Linked DNA regions of Mus musculus: regions 1 and 3 are each linked to region 2. A link is a contact called in public Hi-C and HiChIP or PLAC-seq data. All regions are on one chromosome and are shown on one strand. The core of a region is the stretch at or near the end of the contact, and the rest is flanking DNA. Distances in the headings are between cores, read along the strand shown. Region 1 has its middle 5.9 kb from the start of Gm36834. Region 2 overlaps Rad51b (RAD51 paralog B). Region 3 overlaps Gm36660 (a long non-coding RNA gene).

Evidence for each region. Hi-C and Micro-C count contacts between places; a contact is called where the count stands out from the background. HiChIP or PLAC-seq counts read pairs in DNA pulled down with a chosen protein or histone mark.
Region 1: a contact with region 2 is called in an H3K27ac HiChIP or PLAC-seq map of regulatory T cells, with 5 times the contacts expected there. The contact joins two enhancer-like sites. A contact is called at or near these places in 8 of 484 Hi-C or Micro-C datasets (B cells, CD4 T cells, bone marrow-derived macrophages and 4 more) and 12 of 115 datasets of contacts at active chromatin or transcription factors (bone marrow-derived dendritic cells, bone marrow-derived macrophages, craniofacial prominence and 8 more).
Region 3: a Hi-C map of bone marrow-derived macrophages shows a contact between it and region 2, with 21 read pairs. The contact joins two enhancer-like sites. A contact is called at or near these places in 2 of 484 Hi-C or Micro-C datasets (bone marrow-derived macrophages and nephron progenitors), 2 of 115 datasets of contacts at active chromatin or transcription factors (bone marrow-derived dendritic cells and embryonic stem cells) and 1 of 9 other capture datasets (embryonic stem cells).

The regions. Positions count from the first base shown.
Region 1 is chr12:80,011,134-80,016,253 of GRCm38.p6, forward strand. No RefSeq gene overlaps it. Among named protein-coding and RNA genes, the nearest start is that of Gm36834, 5.9 kb to the right of the region's middle. Within about 2 kb of position 3,693, at least 109 of the 459 cell types and tissues checked have an H3K27ac peak or open chromatin away from gene starts, as enhancers often do. A contact at or near this core is called in bone marrow-derived macrophages, centrocytes, macrophages and 3 more, where this site is marked.
Region 2 is chr12:79,631,064-79,635,657 of GRCm38.p6, forward strand. All of the region lies in intron 7 of Rad51b (RAD51 paralog B), which reads left to right. Among named protein-coding and RNA genes, the nearest start is that of Gm36048, 170 kb to the right of the region's middle. Within about 2 kb of position 2,633, at least 55 of the 459 cell types and tissues checked have an H3K27ac peak or open chromatin away from gene starts, as enhancers often do. A contact at or near this core is called in bone marrow-derived macrophages, centrocytes, macrophages and 3 more, where this site is marked.
Region 3 is chr12:80,045,135-80,049,668 of GRCm38.p6, forward strand. The region is part of intron 3 of Gm36660 (a long non-coding RNA gene); the gene reads right to left. Among named protein-coding and RNA genes, the nearest start is that of Gm36834, 28 kb to the left of the region's middle. Within about 2 kb of position 1,632, at least 54 of the 459 cell types and tissues checked have an H3K27ac peak or open chromatin away from gene starts, as enhancers often do. A contact at or near this core is called in bone marrow-derived macrophages, where this site is marked.

The sequences.
Region 1 (5,120 bases), core at 2,443-4,942, 380 kb after region 2:
TCGGTCATTATGCTACATACAAGAGCATTTCAAAACCTCATTTCTTCATAGTTTACTTGACTCCACCTAGTAGGATAATATTTTTTGAAAACTGGAAAAATGTTGCCTCTGTGTTTTAGGTTGTTTACAATGTCAGTGCTAGAGCTTCCAAGTGCTTCTACATTACTCACAAGAGCTGCAATGTGCTTCTACTTTAAATCTACCTTATTAGTGTTCATTTGCTTCCTTGAGTCTCTCCTTTTCTTAACTCTGGATGCTGATGCTGGAAAAAGGGAAAACATCAAGCCCATAGCAGTTTGCCAATTTCTCTGGTGTAAATATCCTCATCACAGCTGAGTTAGATTGCTAGTGTCATGACACCGAATGCGGAGGCACAGAGGTTGGCTCACAGTAACAAGCCCATATATACAACAATGGCTGTGGAACTCTAGAGGCACAGAACAAACTGTGGTAAGACAAATTAGCATGTGATTAGGCTGTAGCATCTACAATTTGGGTTTTGAGTGTTAACTAATAATGGCTGCCTCTAGCAACGAAACTTGTAAAATTCTGGAAAACTCAGCAATCGATTTCCACAAACCAACTCCTGGACACCCTCTCTGCCCCTCTCCATTAGCTCCTTGAGTTCCAGGCCTTTGATGACCATACCCGTTGTTACATAGCTGCAGGCTAGTGTAGGGCCACATGACTGAAAGGACATCAGTCAATGCTTGGTATCTCCAAATAAGCAATGTCAACAGCTTCAGTCCAGTCGAGTGACTTAGTGATCTGTTTCTTTCGAAAAACTGTGATTTCTGAACTCAGTTCAGGTACCAGAGTGCCGTCTTAAGTGGAGAATGTGGCCTGAAAGCACTCATGATGTAATGGGTCCCGTTTAAACTTGGCAAGTGGATAGCTTTGTGAGAAATGAATTTTCTTAGGCTGGGTTTAGGAGTTTGGGGTGTTTTCTTTTCTTTTTTTTTTAAGAGTTAAGCCAAGGCAAAAAATAACCTTTGCAACACATCACTTCACAGCTGGTCAGCCTGGGAGAGGCTATTCTGGGATAGGCAAGCTAAGATGTCACTGTAAACCCCAGGCAGAGGGGAGTCGGGTCGTAGGGTTCTATTTCTGTCTGTGTCACGGACATGCTCAGTAAACCTCCACCCGTTAGTTTCCCAGCTCCAGCCTCACTTTAGTTTCTCCCCAAATCAGGTCAAGTTGGTTTTTATCAAGAATATTAGGTTCAAACAGTTAGTTCTTAGGGTTACTACTATTTAGTTACTGAAGGGGTCAAGGGATGGGATGGGATTTCAAAAACCTCATGGGTATTCATCGTCATCTGGGGCAAGTCTGACAAGACCTGCGAAAGCATGAAACCTTAGTTCAAAAAAAAAAGGGGGGGGCCATTGAGGGAGGTTTAGCAGAGGTAGAGGAAAGAGAATAGGCAGGGCAGAGAAGACAGTCTCTAAACTGTGTCTGGGGTTCACCTCCCAGAACCAAGAGTATCTGGAAAGATGCAAAGAAGATAGGGCAAGCAAGTGGTTGGTTAAGAGTGCCTTTTGTCTGAGTTGAACAGGGAGGGGAGTTTCCTAAGTAGGAAAGGATTGTGATTGGTAATGATTCTGAGAGCTGTGCGGATGATGACTAGGGAGAGCAAGGTTGGAGACTATCCGGACAACGGGCAGTAACATACACCAGGCCCCTCTCTGACTCCTCTTCATCCTTAGACATCATGGTCCTCAAGTAGCCAGGCCCTCTCATCCATTGAAAAAGTGTGAGCCAGGCTTCTGGCTGGGAGACGTTAGTAGGTCTATACATCCTGCCCTGCCTTGTGCTTCTTCTGTCTTCCTCCTCACGCCAGCAAATTGAAGAGAGGACGCTGCTCCAATGCAGATTAAAGAGAGGACACTATTCCAATTTCCAACATCCAAGCAACTGAAACATAAGAGTTATTAATGACTAGTTCCATCCAGATAGCAACTAAAATTCAAACCCATCACAGAGTCGCAGGTCCTGTGCTGGGTCTCCAAGGCTCTGTCTCCATGAAATCTAACTAACTAGGTGACTTTTCTTACCCAGAGGTCAGATACTTTTGCGAAGTACAAAGCCATGGATCTCTAGAAAGCCATTTGGTGGTCTCTCCAAAACCCACACTTCCAGTTCCAGTCGTCAAACACAACAAGCTAAAGAGAATCTCTTCCAACACTTTTCCGGGAAAGCCCAGACTTCAGAGTCCCAAAGCCAACAAGTCAGACTTTCCTGTCAAGAGGCAATCCCTCCCCATTCAACAGATACCTTTCTTCATTAAGCTAGTCCTGTGCTTTCTAATAACTTTTGCTTACACCACAAAACTGTCATAGGCTATGGAAACACAAAGGCCCTGAACCCCTGGAAGTCATTACTCCTTCCTTTAGCAATTGTTGAATTAAGCATCATAAATATGGTTCCCATCCTGCTCCCCGCCCCCCAACCCCCCCCCCATTGCAAGCACACTCATGTGCACACACACACACGCACACACACACACACACACACGATCTGCTGGACATATGTTCAGAAGAAAGTAGGGACGCAAGTGAGAAAAAAAAATTCCCATGTCCTGAGTCAAGAGCTTGAGAGCTTTAAAGACGCTGGGGTGGAGGGTGGGTGATGGCGTGCTGGAAATGGACTATCCATAGGATTTATAGCTTATATGTTTCACAAAGCTTTTCTTAACATATAAAAATCTGTAGCGTATGGCTTTTCCCCCCCTTTTTGGTATAGGGCAGTAAACAAGAGCTTTGAAAGGAGAAGGAAACCAGGAGAAAGCCGGCTCCATTAGTCACGCAGCTGCGTATCCTGTCACAAAGGACCCCAGTTGAGTAATCGCCCAAAATATGCCTGTTATTTTTTTTCTGTCAGAAAAAAAGGGGGGCTGCCAAAACGTACTGTACAAAAAAAAAAAAAAAAAGAAAGAAAGAAAAAGAAAAACCCAGCTGGCTTTTCAGCCCCCACCCCCGGGGGTGGGGGTGGGGTCAGAAAATAAAGAAGAAACAGGCATAGCTTGGAAGTGTTCTCCCTACTTGTCTTTGCAAGAAGAAGCTCTCAAACTGCTTGTGGCAATGGAGCCTGCAGGGCTGGAGGATTGGCTGGCTCCTTGGACATCTAGAGTCCTTGCATGCCATCATGGGGTTCCCAGATGTTAAGAAGGCAAAGGCTGCAGAAGAAGGCAGGAAGAGGCAAGAAGTCACCCAAGAAAGGGATCCTAGAGAGTGAATATGTCCTTTGAACATCCTTATGTGAGAGACTTCAGGGCTCCAGAGCGAATCTGTGGCAGTTCACACCCGTTCCGTTCCATGAGCCCTGTGTGAGCCCTGCAGGGGCCACTGACTTTCTCCCAGCAAGCACCGCTGCCGCACCGGCAGCTTTTCTGATGAGCTCAGCAAAACCGGCTTTGGCTCAGGCGTGAGCCATGCTTGCAGTGTTTGAAAGACAGATGGAACAAGAGGAGGAGTAGGAGGATATCTAACTTGGGGGGACAAGCTGAGGAACTGGGGCTCAAAATCCAGCAAGGGTGTGTACATCTGTAGTCTCAGCTACTTGGGGGACTGAGGCAGGAGGATTATTTGAGCATATAAATTCAAAGTTCAAACAGTGGGTGGGACGACACTCTGCAGTACACTCCAGTGAGTGACGCTTACCACGGAAGCGAAAAGCCCGAGTTCAAGCCCCAGGATCCACGTGGTAGAAGCAAAGAGCCAACTCCCACACAGCATCACACGTGCTGATAAATTTTGAACTGTATGTGAGTTTTAAATTTTTAAGAAAGAAGAGAGAAGACTTTAAGGGAGTGGGGAGAGGGTGCTCTAGAGGAAGACTGCTTTGATTGGAGCTGCCTACGACTTCCGGTGCGAAATTTCCTGGATCAGCTTTCCAAAGGGTGGCAGGCACCTGGTGAGGAGGCCAAACCACTGCAAAGGCGCTCTAAAATTTCATCCAGTCACCATCTTTATTCCATGCTCTTAATCCGTCGTCCTCAGGACTTGGAGGGCAGGGGCGATCAGTCCTAGTACAAACTGTACTCTCAAAAAGTCACACTTTTTCTCCTGCCAAGACTGTCGAGAGTCAGAGCTGTCCCCAAGAAGCGGGGCTTCTATCTCTATACCAGAAAGCTGTCTCCTTAAGAAAGGGAAGGACCAAGAATAAAAATGTGTATGAAAAATGAAAAAACTAAACCCCACTATCTTGTATACTAATTAAAAAATAAAGAAAAGGGAGGTAGGGTCTGCACCACCATATGGACATGAATAGCAGATGTGCTGTTCCTGTTCTAGGCTATCTGGGTTAGTCCTAGAGAAGACAGACAGACAGACAGACAGACATGTCCACGTGCGCACATGCACACACACACACACAAACACACACACACACACACACACACACACACATGGAGATGAGAAGTTTAGGAGACCTTCACAGGGATGTCTCCAGGGACCTGAGTCCTAGGTCCCTACAGATTGCTTTAGGAAAGCTCAGGGTTTTACAGAACCAGGACTTTAGCCCTGTACTGGCTAGTTTTGTGTCAACTTGACACAGCTGGAGTTATCACAGAGAAAGGATCTTCAGTTGAGGAAATGCCTCCATGAGATCCAACTGTAAGGCATTTTCTCAATTAGTGATCAAGGGGAAAGGCCCCTTGTGGGTGGGACCATCTCTGGGCTGGTAGTCTTGGTTCTATAAGAAAGCAAGCTGAGCAAGCCAGGTGAGGCAAGCCAGTAAAGAACATCCCTCCATGGCCTCTGCATCAGCTCCTGCTTCCTGACCTGCTTGAGTTCCAGTCCTGACTTCCTTGGTGATAAACAGCAGTATGGAATTGTAAGCTGAATAAACCCTTTCCTCCCCAACTTGCTTCTTGGTCATGATGTGTGTGCAGGACTAAGACAAGCCCCTTGAGGCTTTGGATCCCAACTAAGGCAGAGTCCCATCCAGCTCTGACCTTAGAACCAAAGTTCCGAGATAGCAGTGCATGGGCACCTAATCTCCATGAGGGACACACCTCAAATTGTAGTTATGGCCTCCTGCAGGGAACAGGCTCCAGGTTATGAGGCAAGAGTCTCTCCTTCCCCTTGTTTAATGATCTGCTAGGAAATTCAGACAATCCA
Region 2 (4,594 bases), core at 1,383-3,882:
GCACTTGGGAGGCAGAGCCAGGGGGATTTCTGAGTTCGAGGCCAGCCTGGTCGACAGAGTGAGTTCCAGGACAGCCAGGGCTACACAGAGAAACCCTGTCTTGAAAAACCTAAATAAATAAATAAGAAGGAGAATACATTTATGTGTTAGTTTCTAGAGCTTGAAATACTCACAATGACAAGGTACCATGTTTCAGGGACTCATGTTCTCATATTCTGAAATCCAACATTTCTTTAGCAAGGAGACTGATTTTGGGTCTAAGTGAAACAAATATAAGAATGTATTATAAATGAATAAAGGGCAGAGTATATGACAAAATGGATTCTCCCACATGCGAGCTGAATAACTTCTGAAAAGTTAGATATTCTGTTGACCTGGGATCTCTGTACCACAGGGTTGATACAATATCATCCCCATAATGTTGTTCCTTCAGGGCAGAAATAAATATGAGAACATTTCAGAAAGTGCTTTGAAGAGCTGTAAAGGTTATTTTATCAGAAGGGTCAGGACATCATTTTTTGTGTAGTACTGTGAATTGTGGAAGTCACTACAGAGACACAGAACCCCTTCTCAGTGCCTTTTATTTAAATACAATGGGTGGAAATACATTTCGAAGGAGGAGAATATTGTGCTTTCAGAAAATATGTTGCTTTTTTGGAGGAAAGTTTTACTCTTTTTTGTTTGTTTGGTTGGTTTGGTTTGGTTTTTTTGTTTGTTTGTTTGTTTTGGTTTGTTTTTGTTTTTTTGAGGCAGGGTTTCTCTGTGTAGCTCTGGCTGTCCTGGAACTCACTCTGTAGACCAGGCTGGCTTCGAACTCAGAAATCCACTTGCCTCTGCCCCCCAAGTGCTGGGATTAAAGGCTTATGCCACCACGCCCAGCTGGTTTTACTCTTTTGATTGTGAATTCTAAGGATGAACAATCCAGCTGATTTGGTTCCCCATAGTCCCCCTAACAAGAGGAACGCCATGGCAACCAAAAATATTAGAGATATACCTCAATTTAGGCAACTTGAATAAGACAAAAGCATTTAGTATTGTATGAAAAAAAAATCTATGCAAGTCTAGGAATGTAATTTAATGTGGTCACATTTAACACGAAGGGTTATGACAGAGAGAGCATGGTGGCCAGTGGGAAATTCAAAGAAAGAATGGGTCTCCTATGCCAAGGCAGTAGACACAGAGTGAGATGAGTGATTTCTCTTATTTATGAAAGGAAAACTTGAAGATCAGATTAATGTCATTTCCTAAAATTCAATTTACATCTAATAAAGTGCATAGCTTAATGAATTTCGGAGAATATGTATACCTAACAGAGATCCTATAACCTAGCACGTTTCCCTGAGCAACTCTGTAGTCGGTCGTCCCCCTCCTTGGCCCTGGGCAAACATGGATCAACTGTTTTGCTAAGGTTTCATTTTAATTTATAGTTTGGTCAACAAGATCGAAATAATGAGAGTTGAACATCATCAAAATTTGAGATTCAGATCTTACATCTGCTAGAACAATTCCAGAAACTTCTGAGCCTTACTGTTTTCATGCATCTGTGGAGATGATATCTATTTTTCTATCTTATAAATCCATCATGAAAAATCCAAAGAAGTCATAGAAGAGAAATAGTTATGTACAGTCCAAGTAACTATTTAGAAAATATTGGTTTCACTTAGAAGAGTGGTACTTGCAGACTTTAGTCCTGTAGTGAGATGCTGCCATCCTCTCATCGTGCCCACACAGATCCTTGAAGGCTGGTCCTCAAGGATGGAGATGAAGTTATATTTTGAAATATTTGGCTTAAGGGTTCAGAATTCAGTCTTCTGCCTCTAGCTGACAATATAGATGAACAATTCACTTGGCTGGTGTTTCTCAGTTAACACAGATCACTTACTTTACTTTGGATATAACCTATAATGTAAAATGTTCTCAATGGCTCTGGCTCTGACTCTGTCATGCTGGTCATACTCGAATGATTTATGTCATGCTCAAGCACCCACTGAACTTGTCAGCTTTGTGGTTTCCATTTTTCTTTGGATAAATCTGAATTTTTCAGTTAAGATGCTCCTCTATAGTATGTCAGCTGATGTGTAAGTCACTGCTGTTTGAACAATTGACTTACCTATCATTTTTATTGGAATGGAGCAGAGGGACTAACCAAGCTTCTGATAGAATTCTATTTGTTTTCCTTGGGGGAAAAAGAAAGAAAGAAAGAAAGAAAGAAAGAAAGAAAGAAAGAAAGAAAGAAAGAAAGAAAGAAAGAAAGGAAGGAGAGAAGAGAAGAGAAGAGAAGAGAAGAGAAGAGAAGAGAAGAGAAGAGAAGAGAAGAGAAGAGAAGAGAAGAGAAGAGAAAGAATTTCCTAATAGCTAGAGAGACCAGGTCACTTATATCTTCCTTGTCTGTGAGGTATTTCTGACATTTTATAGGCAAACCTACAAAAAGGTTCAGATCTCACTTTTAAAAACTGAGGTAATAGATTGTGTATACACACACACACTGTTGCTGCCGTTTGCCTCTGTGTACCCATGGATATCATTGTGTGGATTGTGCATTTTCAAAAAAGAACTGGCCGTCAGCACGACATTCTCACTTCCCCTGTGTACATTTTGTAGCTTCCCCACAGGGAAGCGAAACTGGTGGTGGTTGGAAGAGATTGACTCTGTTGAAGTGGATTCTGCCAAGTGGCTGTTTATAGATAACCTTTGTCTTAGGGTAATAATAGCAGGATCTACAGAATTCCAGCAGGCATCTGAAAAACAGCCCGTCACTATCAGAATCCTAAAGCACTGGCTTTGGACATATATTCACTTAAGATGGTGATGAGCCAGGAATCAGGAGAGCCTGGTTGGGCTGTGTGTGTGTGTGTGTGTGTGTGTGTGTGTGTGTGCATGCGCATGCACATGTGCAGCTTTGTGTCACTGTTGATATTTTCCTTCTTGTGGTTTATCTTCTGTGTAGAACTTTCACATCAATCGTCAAAGGCCCATTGCATCTTTAACTTTTGCAATATTCACGTTTCCATCCTTGCTCTGTAGAGATGCGTTAAGTACTTGCTCGTTAAAAGAGTTAGGCCATTACCCGGCCTGGAATGATCTGGATTCTATTTGGGCACTTCCAGAGAGAGGGCAGTATTCTGTCTGTACCATCCTCACGATTAGGATCCATCTGGAGCAGGTGCAGTCCCATCAGACCTTTGTGGGCCGTTCTCTACTATGCTGCTCGGACTTCAGCGCCGAGCTCTCTGTAGTTCTCTCAACTCTTAGGAGCCTCTTATTTTTCTCAAACTCAGTATTAGACACTCATGAATATTTTAAGCAGGTTACACAGGACACAAAAGCTGTACCTTTATGGGCAGGACTTTATATTTCAGACCAAACATATTCTAAAACATAACTCAGATAGTGCCAGTGTTCTCTTCAAACCCATCCCTGGTTTCTTACCATCCTAAAACCAAACTCTAAGTCAGTGTCATCGGAGCCAGGGTGCTGACTCTGCCCCACCCGTTTCATTGACCCTGATCCTTGATCACTAGCCTGCAGCACCGTGGTCTTTGGGTACCGAGATGATCACAAGCCTGTTTCTCCCAGGATCCTTACGTTCATCTTCCTGGCTGGGATTCTACCATGAATTCCCTGGAAACTCAGGACTGCCCCTCAGAACTCAGCCTAAATGGCTTCTCTTGGTAGCAGCCACCCATCGTTCTTCATGTTCAGTGCTTTCTTTATTCAGAACCCCCAATCTATCTGAAACTCTCCTGCCCTCCTCCTGGTTTCCTTATTATTGCTAGACGCTGATTGAGGACCCACTCTTCAAGGGCAGACCATTCTTTGTTTGACCTGTTCTCTATTGCAGTCTCCTAACCCAGAAGCTTGTCTAATCCCCAACCACATCTGGACTCATTGAGGATTAGATCTGAAGGCATTTACCTTGCCCTCCATCCCTATTCCTTCCCCTCCCCTCCTCATATGCTGAAATGTGTGGTCTAGGACTGAAGCACATGTCTTGGATCAAGGTTTTCGGTTCACTTGTTCCCTTAATCGGAAGCGTCTGGTCCTGCACAGCTGCAGCCCGGAAACAGCATCACTCACCTTTTCCCCAGGGCTTGACAGGTAAGCCAAAGTAGACATGTATTAAAAGACCAAGTAATACTGTATTATATCCTTGCCAATAAAGTTTCACCACTGTACTTCAATCACCAACTAGACGCTTCTGCTTCTTCAAGGCCCTTACTTTGTGGTGTGCCCATCTAAGAGAGGCTCCACGGATGTGTCGTTGGACCTTAAATGCACTTATGATCCAGAAGGGGAAAATGGCTAAACCCAGGGCCATTGGTAGGGGAAGCTAGGCAACAAAACTCAGTGTTGGGTCCTATTTCTTCCTCATTAGAAAGTCTGGAACAGAAGGTTAAGTGCTTTTCCCGTGTGGAGGAAAAGTTTACCTCTGCAGCCTCCCACAGTCCTTCCCTGATGCCCCTCACAGATCACCCAGCTCTAGCTGCAAGATGGTCAGGGCTTTGTGTACCTATGGTCACGTAGTGTAGTAGTAGTGGAAAGCTTGTGCCCTGGGCTGGATCCCAGTGTGGCTGTGTGTCTTCAGAGAATGATT
Region 3 (4,534 bases), core at 382-2,881, 410 kb after region 2:
TTCTGGCTATTATAAATAAGGCTGCTATGAACATAGTGGAGCATGTGTCCTTCTTACCGGTTGGAACATCTTCTGGATATATGCCCAGGAGAGGTATTGCTGGATCCTCCGGTAGTACTATGTCCAATTTTCTGAGGAACCGCCAGACTGATTTCCAGAGTGGTTGTACAAGCTTGCAATCCCACCAACAATGGAGGAGTGTTCCTCTTTCTCCACATCCTCGCCAGCAACTGCTGTCACCTGAATTTTTGATCTTAGCCATTCTGACTGGAGTGAGGTGGAATCTCAGGGTTGTTTTGATCCCCAATGATTAAGGATGTTGAACATTTTTTCAGGTGCTTCTCAGCCATTCGGTATTCCTCAGGTGAGAATTCTTTGTTTAGCTCTGAGCCCCATTTTTAATGGGGTTATTTGATTTTCTGGAGTCCACCTTCTTGAGTTCTTTATATATATTGGATATTAGTCCCCTATCTGATTTAGGATAGGTAAAGATCCTTTCCCAATCTGTTGGTGGCCTTTTTGTCTTATTGACAGTGTCTTTTGCCTTGCAGAAGCTTTGCAATTTTATGAGGTCCCATTTGTCGATTCTCGATCTTACAGCACAAGCCATTGCTGTTCTATTCAGGAATTTTTCTCCTGTACCCATATCTTCTAGGTTTTTCCCTACTTTCTCCTCTATAAGTTTCAGTGTCTTAGTTTTATGTGGAGTTCCTTAATCCACTTAGATTTGACCTTAGTACAAGGAGATAGGAATGGATCAATTCGCATTCTTCTACATGATAACCGCCAGTTGTGCAGGAGGGACTTTTCAAGGCCCTCGGTGAACTCCTGACATCATAGGTAGCACTGAATTCTACCTAGGCTCCTCTTACATACATACCTATGATAGGGTTTAATGCGTGACTTAGATGTAGCAAGAGATTGACAGCAATAACAAATAATAAAACAGAGCCATTATAACAAGATGCTATAATAAAAGATATGTGGAGATGATCTTTTTTTTCCCTCAACTGTCTTGCTACAGTGTTCTAGTGCTTCTGGTAATGATGGGAGATAATGGACTGAGTTGATGTCCACGTGGTGACGTAGCATTAGGCTACAACTGACCCTCTGAAGACATATCAGAGGGAGGATCGTGTGCTTCATTTGGAGCAAGATTTCTTCACCATGCCACTCCTTACAGCCTACAATCTTAAACTTGCTCTTTCAGGAATTTTTCTATGTAATGTATGTGGGTCACAATTGGCTAGTCCAGATAACCAAAGTCACAGAAAAAAAAACAAAAACCGTAACACCACTTTCCCTCCAAGTTCCCATCACTGGAACATCCCAAGGACGAATAAGGAAGGGACCAAGCAGTAGTGTCTCTACACATGATGTTTAAGGCTACCCATGCAAAACAGAGTGAAGAACCAGAAATAGTGTTTGGGAAGCATAGTTGTGAGGTTTTCCTATCCATCACCTATACATGTGCTTCCCAGTTACACAACTCCCCAACCTCACTGTCCTATGGACACCAAGTAAGCCAATGCGCTACAAGTTGGGCAAGCCAATCCAGGGACCAGAGCATGTGCTAGCTGTATGACTTCAGACACGGCGGTTATACTCCTGCCAAGCCTGTTTCCTCATTTCTAATAATCTCTGCCTCCTCCCTGCCCCAGAAGGAAGCTGTGAGAATTCACTGAGTAATGTCTATCTACAAAGCACTTAGCTTGCAAGAGAAGAGTCCTACATAAGCAGAAGATGACGGTGGCTGTTGTGACAGCTGCTTGAGTCTCTTAGCCATTTCCCAGCCCTTTATTTGCTGCTGTTAGAGCTTAGCCTGCTGTGAGTCACTATGGTCCTGTTCCCAAGGTTTTGCTAAAAGAATTCCCCTTGAGCGTATATTCCTATCTGGCTACACAGCCAATTGAGGCGACATCAGAAAACAAGGCTAAGAAAATATGCTGTCACAACCTTCCCTAGCACCTGACTCCACTTTGCTTCTTATCTACTGGACTGTAATTTCATAAGGGTGGGAACATCTAGGCCACAATGTTGCTCAACTAAAGGGGGGGGCACCTTTTACCACCACTTAATTGGCAACAAATTTGTTGAATGACTTCCTGAGTGAAACACTGCCTAGCTGAGATTTAAGTAAAAACTAACATTTTTGAATTCTCACCATGTAAAAAGGGTACCACATACTCTTTATTTTATTTATTCAACTCAACAGCCCTATGAAATCAAACTCATATTGTGTGAATGAGCAAACTGAAGTTAACCCCTATAAACGATCACCAAGGCCATGGATAAGCTGGCCATCTCCTGTAGATGTCTTAGCCAAACTAACAGGAAGATAGCACCAGAAAAAAAACTTCTGGAACAATACATTAAACCAAACTCTTATGGGCTGGCTGGGGAAATAACTCACTGGGAATAACGTTCATTGTATAAACATGGGGACCTGAGTTCAGATCCCCACACTCATGTAAAAAGGAACTGTAGCACACACCCGCAGCCCCAGCACTGGGTCAGGGGAAGAGATGATCCCCAGAACTTGCTGGTGAGCCACTCTAGCTAAAACTGTTAGCTACAGTTTCGATGAGAGAGCCTGTGTCAAAAAAAAAAAAAAAAGTAAGGTGGAGAGAGACAGAAGACACCCAGTACCAATCTCTGACTTCCATGTACACAGCACTGGGACACATATCACGGGAGGGGGTGTTAAGGAGAGGAAAGGAGGAGTGGGAGAAAAAGGAAAGGAGGGGGAAAAAGGGAAAAAGAGACAGCTGGAGAGGAAGAAATGGGGTTAGGTAGTGGTAGCACACACCTCCAATCCCAGCACTTGAGAGGCAGAGACAAGCAAATCTTTTTGAGTTCAAGGTCAGCCTAGGCTATAGAGCAAGCTCCAAGACAGCCAAGACTACAGAGAAACCCTGTCTGGAAAAACAAAAAACAAAACAAACAAAAGAAGGAGGAGGAGAAGGAGGGAAAGAAAAGAAGTGGGAGGCCCTGGGTGGCAACTGCTGGATGAGAAAGAACACAGGTTGCAGTAGGTTCTTACAACTTTCCAAAGAGAGTCCTTGGAGCTGCGATGCCCCCTCCTGTACCTCCTCCAGCCCTGGCTCTTCTAGCCCACCTTTTCCTCCTCCAGCATCCACCCTGCATCACATACATACACACAAAGTCTCTGCCACAAGCTCTTCCCACAAATATACATAAACATACAGTCACACAAGGGCCATTCTTCACTAGTAAAGCTCAGATTCTTGGGCAGTGAGGAGTGCAGACAAGCAAGACCCCGGATGATGCAAATTATGCCGAGAGCATGGAGTGCTCTTTGCTTCAGCACTGCTGAAACTCAACAGTATATGAAATAGATTTTTGGATTTTGTTCTACATTCCCTATTAGGGACATTTTCCTCCTGTGAGCCTTATCGATGACATGTTCCCCCTGGTCCAAAGGATTGACCCACATTCAACCCCTGCATTCATTTTCTGAGCTCTGTTGACCTTTATTAGTCCTTTGATATAGGGACAATAATCTCTGGTCTGATATCTGAAGGAACTTGGGCTTTCAGAGACCTACAATAGGCCTTGTTTGAGTAGCAATCCTTAAGAAGGGCCCATGGGGGAAGTGCATATTGACTCAGGCCCTTGGCACAGGCAAAGGAATTTTTGACAGTTGAGAGGCACTTCCAGGTGAATGTAAACTCCAGGGTTTGGTGACTCCCTTCAACTGGGCCCTGATAACCACAGGGCAACCTGTTTGCAGGCTAACTACTCCTGGCTTCCCTACCTGACTCCTGGAGGAGAGTGGTGGGATTGAGTTTATGAGTACCATTTGTCCTTACTGTCAACCCGCCGCACAGTCCCCAGGAGATGGAGGTCTGTGGGAAAAAAATACTCACACTTCATTCACATAAGACCTACGAGGAGACTGCACTGAAGGAACCCCGGACCAAAGACTTGTTCTTACCCTTGGGAGCCTCATCACTTCTCTGCCGATACGTGCCATCTTACTTTTTAGGGCTTTGGTAACCAAGACGCAAAGACCAGGTGGCTTAAACAGCAGACTCATCTGCCTCACCGTCCTGGAGGCCCAGGAGCAAGCTATTTGCAGTGCTGGTTTGATCTGAGGACTCTTGGCTTGGCTTGTGCCCTCACCTGATCTTGACTTGATGTACATACACTAGTGTGAGAGGACACACTAGTCAGCAGGGTAAGGGGCTCATTTTTAAGTAATCAGCTCCTTAAAGGTCCTGTCTCCAAATACAGTCATGGCAGGGGAGGGGCACTGCAATTCAACAAATTAATCTGGGGTTGACACAGTGTATTTCATAACCCCTTGCCTTGGCTAAATCATTTCCCATTCCCTGCCTTTACTGGAGTCTACTTTCTGAGGAAAACATGTCACGTGGCTTTTTAAAAAAAGACTGTGTAAATGAACTCCATGGTATTTTTGAAGTTTTTTTGTTTTTGCTCATAATGCTTTGTTTGGCTATTTTTTGCCTTCCTGGTCTTTTGCTTATATACTATAATTTCCCATTTTGTG